2 separate regions of the Danio rerio genome follow, and region 2 is linked to region 1. A link is a contact called in public Hi-C data. All regions are on one chromosome and are shown on one strand. Each heading gives the region's core, a stretch centred on a gene start, on an enhancer-like site or on the middle of the called end of the contact. The rest is flanking DNA. Distances are from core to core; before and after follow the strand shown. Region 1 holds the start of homer3b (homer scaffold protein 3b). Region 2 has its middle 19 kb from the start of si:ch211-1a19.2.

Region 1 (4,120 bases), core at 900-3,399:
ACTGACATTGCAGCGGAAAGCGTTATTTAAAACGTTACCCTTTTGGTGGGCGTGGTGTACTACCGAAAGTTTCAGTTGATGTCATTCTCGTTCAAGGAAATGTCAAAGTAAAGCTGTACGGGTCGTTTACATATCATATGAGGAGCACTTCTCACAAAACAGATGCTTTATACCCATAAATACTTTTGTATAAATGTTTATTACTAACTTTTCTATGAGCAAAAAAAGTCCAAAGCTTATCATTGTAATTGACATAAATTTTACTGCGATTCGATATAATATCGCTTATCGTCCCAGGCCTACAAACACCTGACTTTGTCTCAGTTATCACAATTTTCAGTTTAATCACATATATCAAGCTCAACTATTTAACACTGCTACCCAAGTTTTAACATGTTTAATATATTTAATGCATTTTTATATTATTGTCATTATTATTATTAGCTACATACAAATAGATAATGGCAGACTCTTTAATTAAGATAAATTTTTTAACCTTTGACCAATTCCACAAATTTGCTGTGACCAATTGTGGAGTATTTTTTTCCTACCCAGTAGTCATGTGAAATTTCAATACCTTGGATACCAGATCTTCATGCTTTAAGTTCGATTTCGCAAATAGATACATAGATACATTACATTTTTTTACATTTGTTACACACGTGTATTTGCACAAAATATTGGATTGAAGTTGCCGATACCAGCTTGAATTTTACTCATTATCGAATCGTGAAGGCAATCTGTGGTATCAAGCATCAGTACTACCCAGTTTTAAAAACTGGTTAATGATTATTGCTAGTTAATTAGAATAAATTAATAAAATATAATTACATATGAAATAACTGTTTCTGATGTATGGATTCTATGCAGGAGCATGGGCAAGACATTGATATCACAACTTACAGTTGCAAGGAGCAAAGTTTAGTATAGACTAAATCATTGAGAAGTTCACTAACGTTAATCATCACCAGAAAACTGTTGTTTCACCGGAAGATCAAGTTGTGACATAAATGAATGGTGATTTGTTTTTTCATTAAATGTTGACTTAAAGCAGTTCATATGAAAATCTTTGATCAACAGACCATGGCATTTTCTGAATACCTGCCTCTTTCCAACTAGTTTATATAAAAAATACATATTTTAAAGATAAAAAAATAAATATGTAAACTATGTTGTTTTTATATATTTTTCAAGATATAAAAACAAAATCTGCACAATTACAATGTTATTCTTCATACAGTCATTATATATGTTAACTGTACATAGTTTATTTGATAAATGTACTGTAAAAGAGATAATAGGTCACGATGTGTCACGCGTAACGTTATTATTTAATTTCCAAAAACAGTTCGTCGATGTAATAATAATAATGTATTATTTTACAACAATTAAGACGATGCTAATTGAAATCACTGTTATTTGAATGAGATTTTTTAAATCCCATAACACCTAACGTTAGAGATCAGGAGTGCAGCGAGTAAATACAGCACTTTTGCCAGCATTGCGGTCACGTGCTGCTTTTTGGGTAAGAGATTTTTTGACAATTTTCATCTGATTTTGAAGGGGTTGTAAAGCTCCCTAATATGTAGTCTAGTTAGACAGCGCTGTGGATTTCGAAACACAACCGGACTGTGAGCTCGCGTTTTCCCTTTCCAAACTTACGCCGTCCAAAAAATACTGCTCCAAACTAAAGTTACTCAGCATTTTCAACTGTACCACGCTGACAGATGTAAACTCTAAATGTTCAAAACGAGGTTAGTTGCGTTCTTCAAAACCAATCGTCGTCGATTTTCTCACATCTGTAGTAAAAGCTGCTAGGAAAGCGAACTCACCCCATTCTCACAGAAGTAAATCAGAGGATTTTCAAGACTCCAGTTTTGTTTCCCAACTGATCCACGGAGAGCGAGTTGAGTCCAGTCCAGTCCCGTGTCCTTTAAATGGCGATAACCACTTAACAATGGAAGTGTCAAAACAGTTGTCGTGCTTTGTTTGCTCCGTTATGGAGTGATTTTATAGAAAGGGAGCTCTCCTTTGTCTAGTGTCTTTGTTGACTCCCGATTTCTCGTCCTCATAGTCCTATTAGTTGCTCTCCAGCGGCCTCTCTATTTCCATACTGTTGAAAAGCAAGAAACAGCAGCGCGCTTCTGATGCAACGCGTCGAGTCCTCATGGTCAAATTTCTCAAGTAATCTGCACCCCTCAATACTACAGTGTTCCCTCACATTAACCTACCCGAGCTATCTGCTGCCCCCTGCTGGCCATGAGTTGCAGCTTGTCTATCTATCTATCTATCTATCTATCTATCTATCTATCTATCTATCTATCTATCTATCTATCTATCTATCTATCTATCTATCTATCTATCTATCTATCTATCTATCTATCTATCTATCTATCTATCTATCTATTATTATTATTATTATTATTTATCATTATTATCATTAAAATAAACACATATTCCAATTTTGGTTCTTGCAACACATTTAAAATAGTTTGTACAGGAACAATTTATGGCTAATAACCAGGTATATTGGTTAAATAATGATGTGATTTGAATCAGGTGATGTCAACAGGTGATTGTAATTATGATTTGGTACAAAAGCAGCATCCACCAAAAGTAGGTCTTTAGGAGCAATGATGGGCTGAGGATCGCCAGTTTGCAGAAAAGTCCATGAGAGAAGTTATTGAAATATTTAAAAACAATGTTCCTCAAAGAAAGATAGAAACCCATTTGGATATTTCACCTGCAACAGTGCATACCATAAATAAAAGATACCTCAGGCGATCCCTCTGGTGGCACTGCATATTGAATTGTCAGTCATCTATAAGAGATATTACCACATGGGATCATGAATACTTTGACAAGCCTTTGTCAGACACCACAATGTTACACCCACAAATGCCAGTGAAAACTTCACTGTGGCAAAAGGAAGCCTAATGTTAACAGTGTCCAGAAGCGCTATTGACTTCTCTGGACTCTGAGGCATCTGGGATGGACCATTGCACAGTGGAAACTAGTACTGTGGTAAGATGAATCAGTATTTCAGGTATTTTTCGGTATTTTAGGTTTCCAGCATCTGTCATGGGGTTGTGTAAGTGCCCCAAAGGTAACTCCTGTGACGGCTCTCCATTAACAGGCCTGCAGCCAGCTTGATGAAAAAGGTGGTTCTTTTTTTTCTCAAAAAGTGTACCTTTTTGCAGTTATACTTAATTTTATATTAAATTATGAGGTTCAAATACTGTATTTTAGTGACATTTGAAGCATTTTTGCTGGATTAGCTTGTCAGATTTTTGTCAAAATGCTTATCAATCCTATTTTACCTCAAAGTGTTTGTTTACAAATGTAAATATTTAATTTTAAATTAAATATTTTGAACAAAGAAATATGAAACAATGCTTATTTTTAAAACACAAATTTATTGTCATCCATCACTTAAAAAAAAAAAAAATTAGGAATCTGGTAACTTGTTTTAAGTTAAAAACTGTAGCCCATAGGTAGGTCCATATGGAATCCGTGCTGCAGAATTCCACAGATTTCCACAGATTTTTAGCCCATCATTAATTCTGTTTATTTTGTAAATGTGTGTAAATTTATATTTACTAAGTTTTTTTTTAATTAATTGGAGTAATAATATTAACTAATATGAAAATAATCATATGATTTATTTACAATACAGTTTCTAAATAATATTAATAACTGTCTTTTAGTAGAGATATTATAGGAGAGACTTGCTTTGCTTACCAACTAAAGTGGATCTAATTAGATTTGCATTGTAGTCTAAAGTTAAAAAAAAAAGTTAAAAAGTTACTTTTCATATATTAAGGTTTTTGTTATGGGCGATGCAGTGGCGCACTAGGTAGTGCTGTCGCCTCACAGCAAGAAGGTCGCTGGGTCACTGTTTCGAGCCTCGGATCAGTTGGCGTTTCTGTGTGGAGTTTGCATGTTCTCCCTGCGTTCACGTGGGTTTCCTCTGGGTGCTCCGGTTTCCCCCACAGTCCAAAGACATGAGGTACAGGTGAACTGGGTAGGCTAAATTGTATGTAGTGTATGAGTGTGTGTGTGGATGTTTCCCAGAGATGGGTTGCAGCTGGAAGGGCATCCGCTGCGTAAAAACATGCTG
Region 2 (4,478 bases), core at 124-2,623, 180 kb before region 1:
ACTCTTCGAATTTTTGCCAAAAATATTAAATCATCCAAGAACCTTTGGCATTCTCTTTTCAACATATGGTTTGGCACATACTAATTTTATTTTCGAATACTTTTTAGGATGGATAGAATGCGAAATGGGACCCAGCAATAGTCACAACACAGCAGCGTTCGTCACATTTTTAGAGTCCCCTTGAAACATTCTGTTGTGTTCCGTTTTTTTTGCAAGTGTTGTGAGAAAATGCAGTGCAGTTTATTAATTTGTGTTGTGAGAAAATGCAGCGCATTTTATTAATTTGTTTGTGTTGTGAGAAAATGCAGCGCATTTTATTAATTTGTTTGTGTTGTGAGAAAATGCAGCGCATTTTATTAATTTGTTTGTGTTGTGAGAAAATGCAGTGCAGTTTATTAATTTGTGTTGTGAGAAAATGCAGTGCAGTTTATTAATTTGTTTGTGTTGTGAGGAAATGCAGCGCATTTTATTCATTTGCTTTTGTTATGAGAAAATGCAGCCCATTTTATTCATTTGTATTGTGTGAAAATGCAGTGCAATTGATTAAATTGTTTGCGTTGTGAGAAAATGCAGCACATTTTACTGTCAAACATATAAAGATCTTTTCTACATTTGCTGCTGTTTTTTGTAATTGCATGTGTTTTCGTAAGTTGCAGCATATTAGAGAGGGGTCTTGATGGAGACCTGATGCAGTACAATTTGAGCTGCATCCAATGCATTTTAATGCGCTTACCTAACCCCACCCACTAACCCTACCCAATGACGTCCCTCACTAAATTGAGTGCATTGTGTCTGACATTGCATCGCTGAGTGATGCAATCTCAGCTTGCATCATAAAGGCTGCATTCAAATACTATAGGTAAGTTAAGCTCCCTCAGTCACCGTAGAGAATAAGTATATGTTGCATGTAACAGATAAGATATTAGTATCTAAATAATAAATCTCAGAAAGAAAATGAAATAGACACTAGAATGTTTTATTGAATAAATATTAAAATAAGACAATTCACCCAGCAATGAAAGTTGTCATCATTATCCTTTTCATACTAGTTTGAGTTTGTTTGCTTGTTTTTTTTTTTTTATATACAAAAAATATTTATTAATGATATTTTGAAGAATGATTGAAACCTGTAAGGGTTGACTTCCATAGAAAAAAAACAAATACTTTGAAAGTCAATTGTTAAAGTTTTCAACGTCCTTCTGTTGTTTTTACACCACAAAAAATAATCTAACTGGTTTTGAACATTTTTGGTGAGTAAAATATGACAGAGTGATTATTTTTGGGCGAACTATCCCTTTAAAACAGCTGCACAGTTACAATAAAAACCGCAAGAGAGCGCTAAAGGTTTAATATAGGACCTGTTTACTGAAAAGCTCAAAAAAAGGTCACGAGAAGGGCAGACACTTCTTACTTTGAGAAACAGTTGGCAGACCACTTGCTCCGTTCTGTTCGATTCAAAAATCCCTGATGTCTAACTGGAACCTCATCACTAGTATGATAAACATGCTTAATTGGTCTCTCTTTTGACTCCAAAGTTTTTAATGTTAGCTAACACGAAAACAGATGAACTCTATTCCTTCTAATGAGCTTTTAATCAATTGTCCAGTTATACTATTTGTTTAAAAAGAAAAACAATGGACGTCAGTGTGCTTTTGTAGAAAATCTGAGTCATGATCCCAGCCCTTGTTGATTAATAACAAAGAAGCTGGAAAATTAAACTCAGGTGTTCAGTGCTATAATATGTTACAAAAGCGTTACTTTCAATGTGTAAATAATGTAATCTGTGAACATTTAATCAATATGTAACATGGACGAGGTACACAAATCAAGCTCTTATAACCTAATAAGATATTACTACAGTAAAAAAGATAAAGTGATCTTTTCTGAAGTTACTTAAGTACAAAAGTATTTCGTTTTAATTGTCCCTCTTAAAGGCCAACAAGGTGGCTAAGTGGTTAGCACTGTCATCTCACAGCAAGAGGGTTGCTGGTTTGAGTCCTGGCTCAGCCAGTTGGCCAATTATCCAATTCACCTAACTCAGAATGGAGTAAGATTCAATTCAATTCACCTTTATTTTTATAGCGCTTTAACAATGTAGACTGTGTCAAAGCAGGGTCACATTGAAGATCATAGTAAATTGAAACAATGTAGTTCAGTTTTCAGAGTTTAGTTTCATTTCAGTTTAGTTCAGTTCAGTGTGGTTTAATATTCAATACTGAGAGTCCAAACACTGAAGAGCAAATCCATCGATGCACAGCTCTACAGATCCTGAACCATGCAAGCCAGTGGCAACAACGGTACAGATGTATGGATTCAGTCATCCAAGCTCATGGGAGTCATAATCATTCTTTTTCCAATGCACCATGACTTTATCTTTAATACTGTACATTATTTCTGTTAAGTGACAAGACTTTTGTCTAAGCAAAGTCAGACCTTACTGTTCTAATAAAACAATTAAAAATTAAGGCATGATCATATTTTATTTTGGGAAAATAAGCGTAATCTAGAGGCCTTTGCCTTTCATAATAGCCATTTCTAATACCAAATGATCAACTAAAAGTTAAGTTATTGTTTATTATTCATAAAACTTGTAAAGGTGACAAGACTTTTGTCAGGTAGTGTAGATAATTTGTTTTGTTAATGAAATCAAATTAAATGCCTTTTTTTTTTTTTTTTTTTTTGAGGAGTATGCTGTTGTATTTTGCCATTGTGTTTGTCATTTTATTTGCACTGTCTGTATTTTGTACTGTCTGGATCCAGCACCTAAGCTTTTTACTCATCATAGCATGATGTAACAATGAAAGTGATTTGATTTGATTTGATCTGTTTATTTTTTCCCCAATTTCTGCTTAACGTAGAGATATTTTTTTCAACACATTTCTAAACATAATAGTTTTTGTATCTAATTTCTAATAACTGATTTACTTTTTCTTTGCCATGTACATAATATTTTACTAGATATTTTCAAGACACTTCTATACAGCTTAAAGTGACATTTAAAGTCTTAACTAGGTTAATTTGGTTAACTAAAAAGTTAGGGTAATTAGGGAATGCATTGTATAACAATGGTTTACTCTGCAGACTATCAAAAAAAATGTATAGCTTAAAGGAGCTAATAACTTTGACCTGTTTTTTTTTTTTTTTTTTTTTTTTTTTATAAAAACTGCTTTTATCCTAGCTGAAATAAAACAATTAAGACTTTCTCCAGAAACAAAAATATTATCAGACATGCTGTAAAAATGTCCTTGCTCTGTTAAACATCATTTGGGAAATATTTAAGAAAGAAAAAAAGGTGGTCTTTCGAACCACCTGAACCCCACTTGGCTACGGGCCTGTGTTATATAAATTGAAGAAAACAAACAATCAATGAAAAGTTAAAGCATTTTAAAGAGTTTCGGTGTTCTTTATGAATTACATAAAGCTCCAGTCCACATGTGCCATGCCTAAAGTGTGCTGTGTCACAGTTCAGTGTGGTTAGCAGAACTGTCTATAGCTGCATACACAGAACTGTTTACTAGATGCCCTTATCAACCCAGCAGTGGCACATTCACCGCTAGTTCATTTCTATCTGTGGACACTAATTATTTTTACAGTACTTTATTACTGTAATTAAAGAGTTTGTTAGTTTTGATCTCATCCTTCACGTGCTAGCGGGCACAGCTAGGAATCTTTTGCCTCAAGACTTCCGGTCTCATTCACTTTTATAGATTTTTAGATCTTTAAAACAGCCTGTTATGCTGCTTGACATTTTCTTATTATATTATTTTCTTTTTTATGTATATTCATGAACATACTTGTTTGTAAAGCAAGTAGTTTAACTGTTTTCTGTCCTATTCCTAGAAATTCTAAAACAATCGCAAAAACCGGCGCACTGTAGAATAAGGTCAACACATGACTTAGTTTAATGACATTTAACAACAGTTACAACAGTGCTGTTTACTTGAGGGAAACGTTACTGTACGATGAATACAAACTAGCAGAGGGTTTGGATATTTGAACAATAGCTTTAGGTAGTTGTTTACTGCCTAACTGACTAATCTGTAGTGGATCAGTAGTGTAGATATTGAGAAATGCTGTCGGAGCAGGGGAATCCACATATGTCTGGTTGAACAAGTTTATATTCATGTATTACTGAGGCACAGGCCTGGGCATGTTTCAGAAGTGAAACCTGGAGTACATACAAAATGAAGCTAACCAGTACACCATTTCATTCACTCAACACATCAAACAGAAACAGAAACAGGTGTTATTCGAAAGACATAATTTAGTAGTTTCATATCTGGTAAGGTAAAGTCCAGAACATATCCAGCTATTGGGCATGCGCACATCAATACAGTTGTTGTGCATACAATACTTACTTTTGTAAAAACAATAACTAGGCTACTGTTTTTACATTACTGATTGGGGTCATTTAGGGCTGGATTATATATGTAGACATAAAAAAACGAATGGGTAATTTAATAAATAGAAGAAAACGA

What was found. Hi-C and Micro-C count contacts between places; a contact is called where the count stands out from the background.
Region 2: a contact with region 1 is called in a Hi-C map of an unstated tissue, with 2.9 times the contacts expected there. The contact joins the enhancer-like site here to the promoter of homer3b in region 1.

What each region holds. Positions count from the first base shown.
Region 1 is chr11:13,923,461-13,927,580 of GRCz12tu, reverse strand. It overlaps homer3b (homer scaffold protein 3b), which reads right to left and starts at 2,149. Exons shown (of 10, transcript NM_201113.1): 1 at 1,833-2,149. The coding sequence starts at 1,837.
Region 2 is chr11:14,099,331-14,103,808 of GRCz12tu, reverse strand. No RefSeq gene overlaps it. Among named protein-coding and RNA genes, the nearest start is that of si:ch211-1a19.2, 19 kb to the left of the region's middle. Within about 2 kb of position 1,373, at least 8 of the 62 cell types and tissues checked have an H3K27ac peak or open chromatin away from gene starts, as enhancers often do.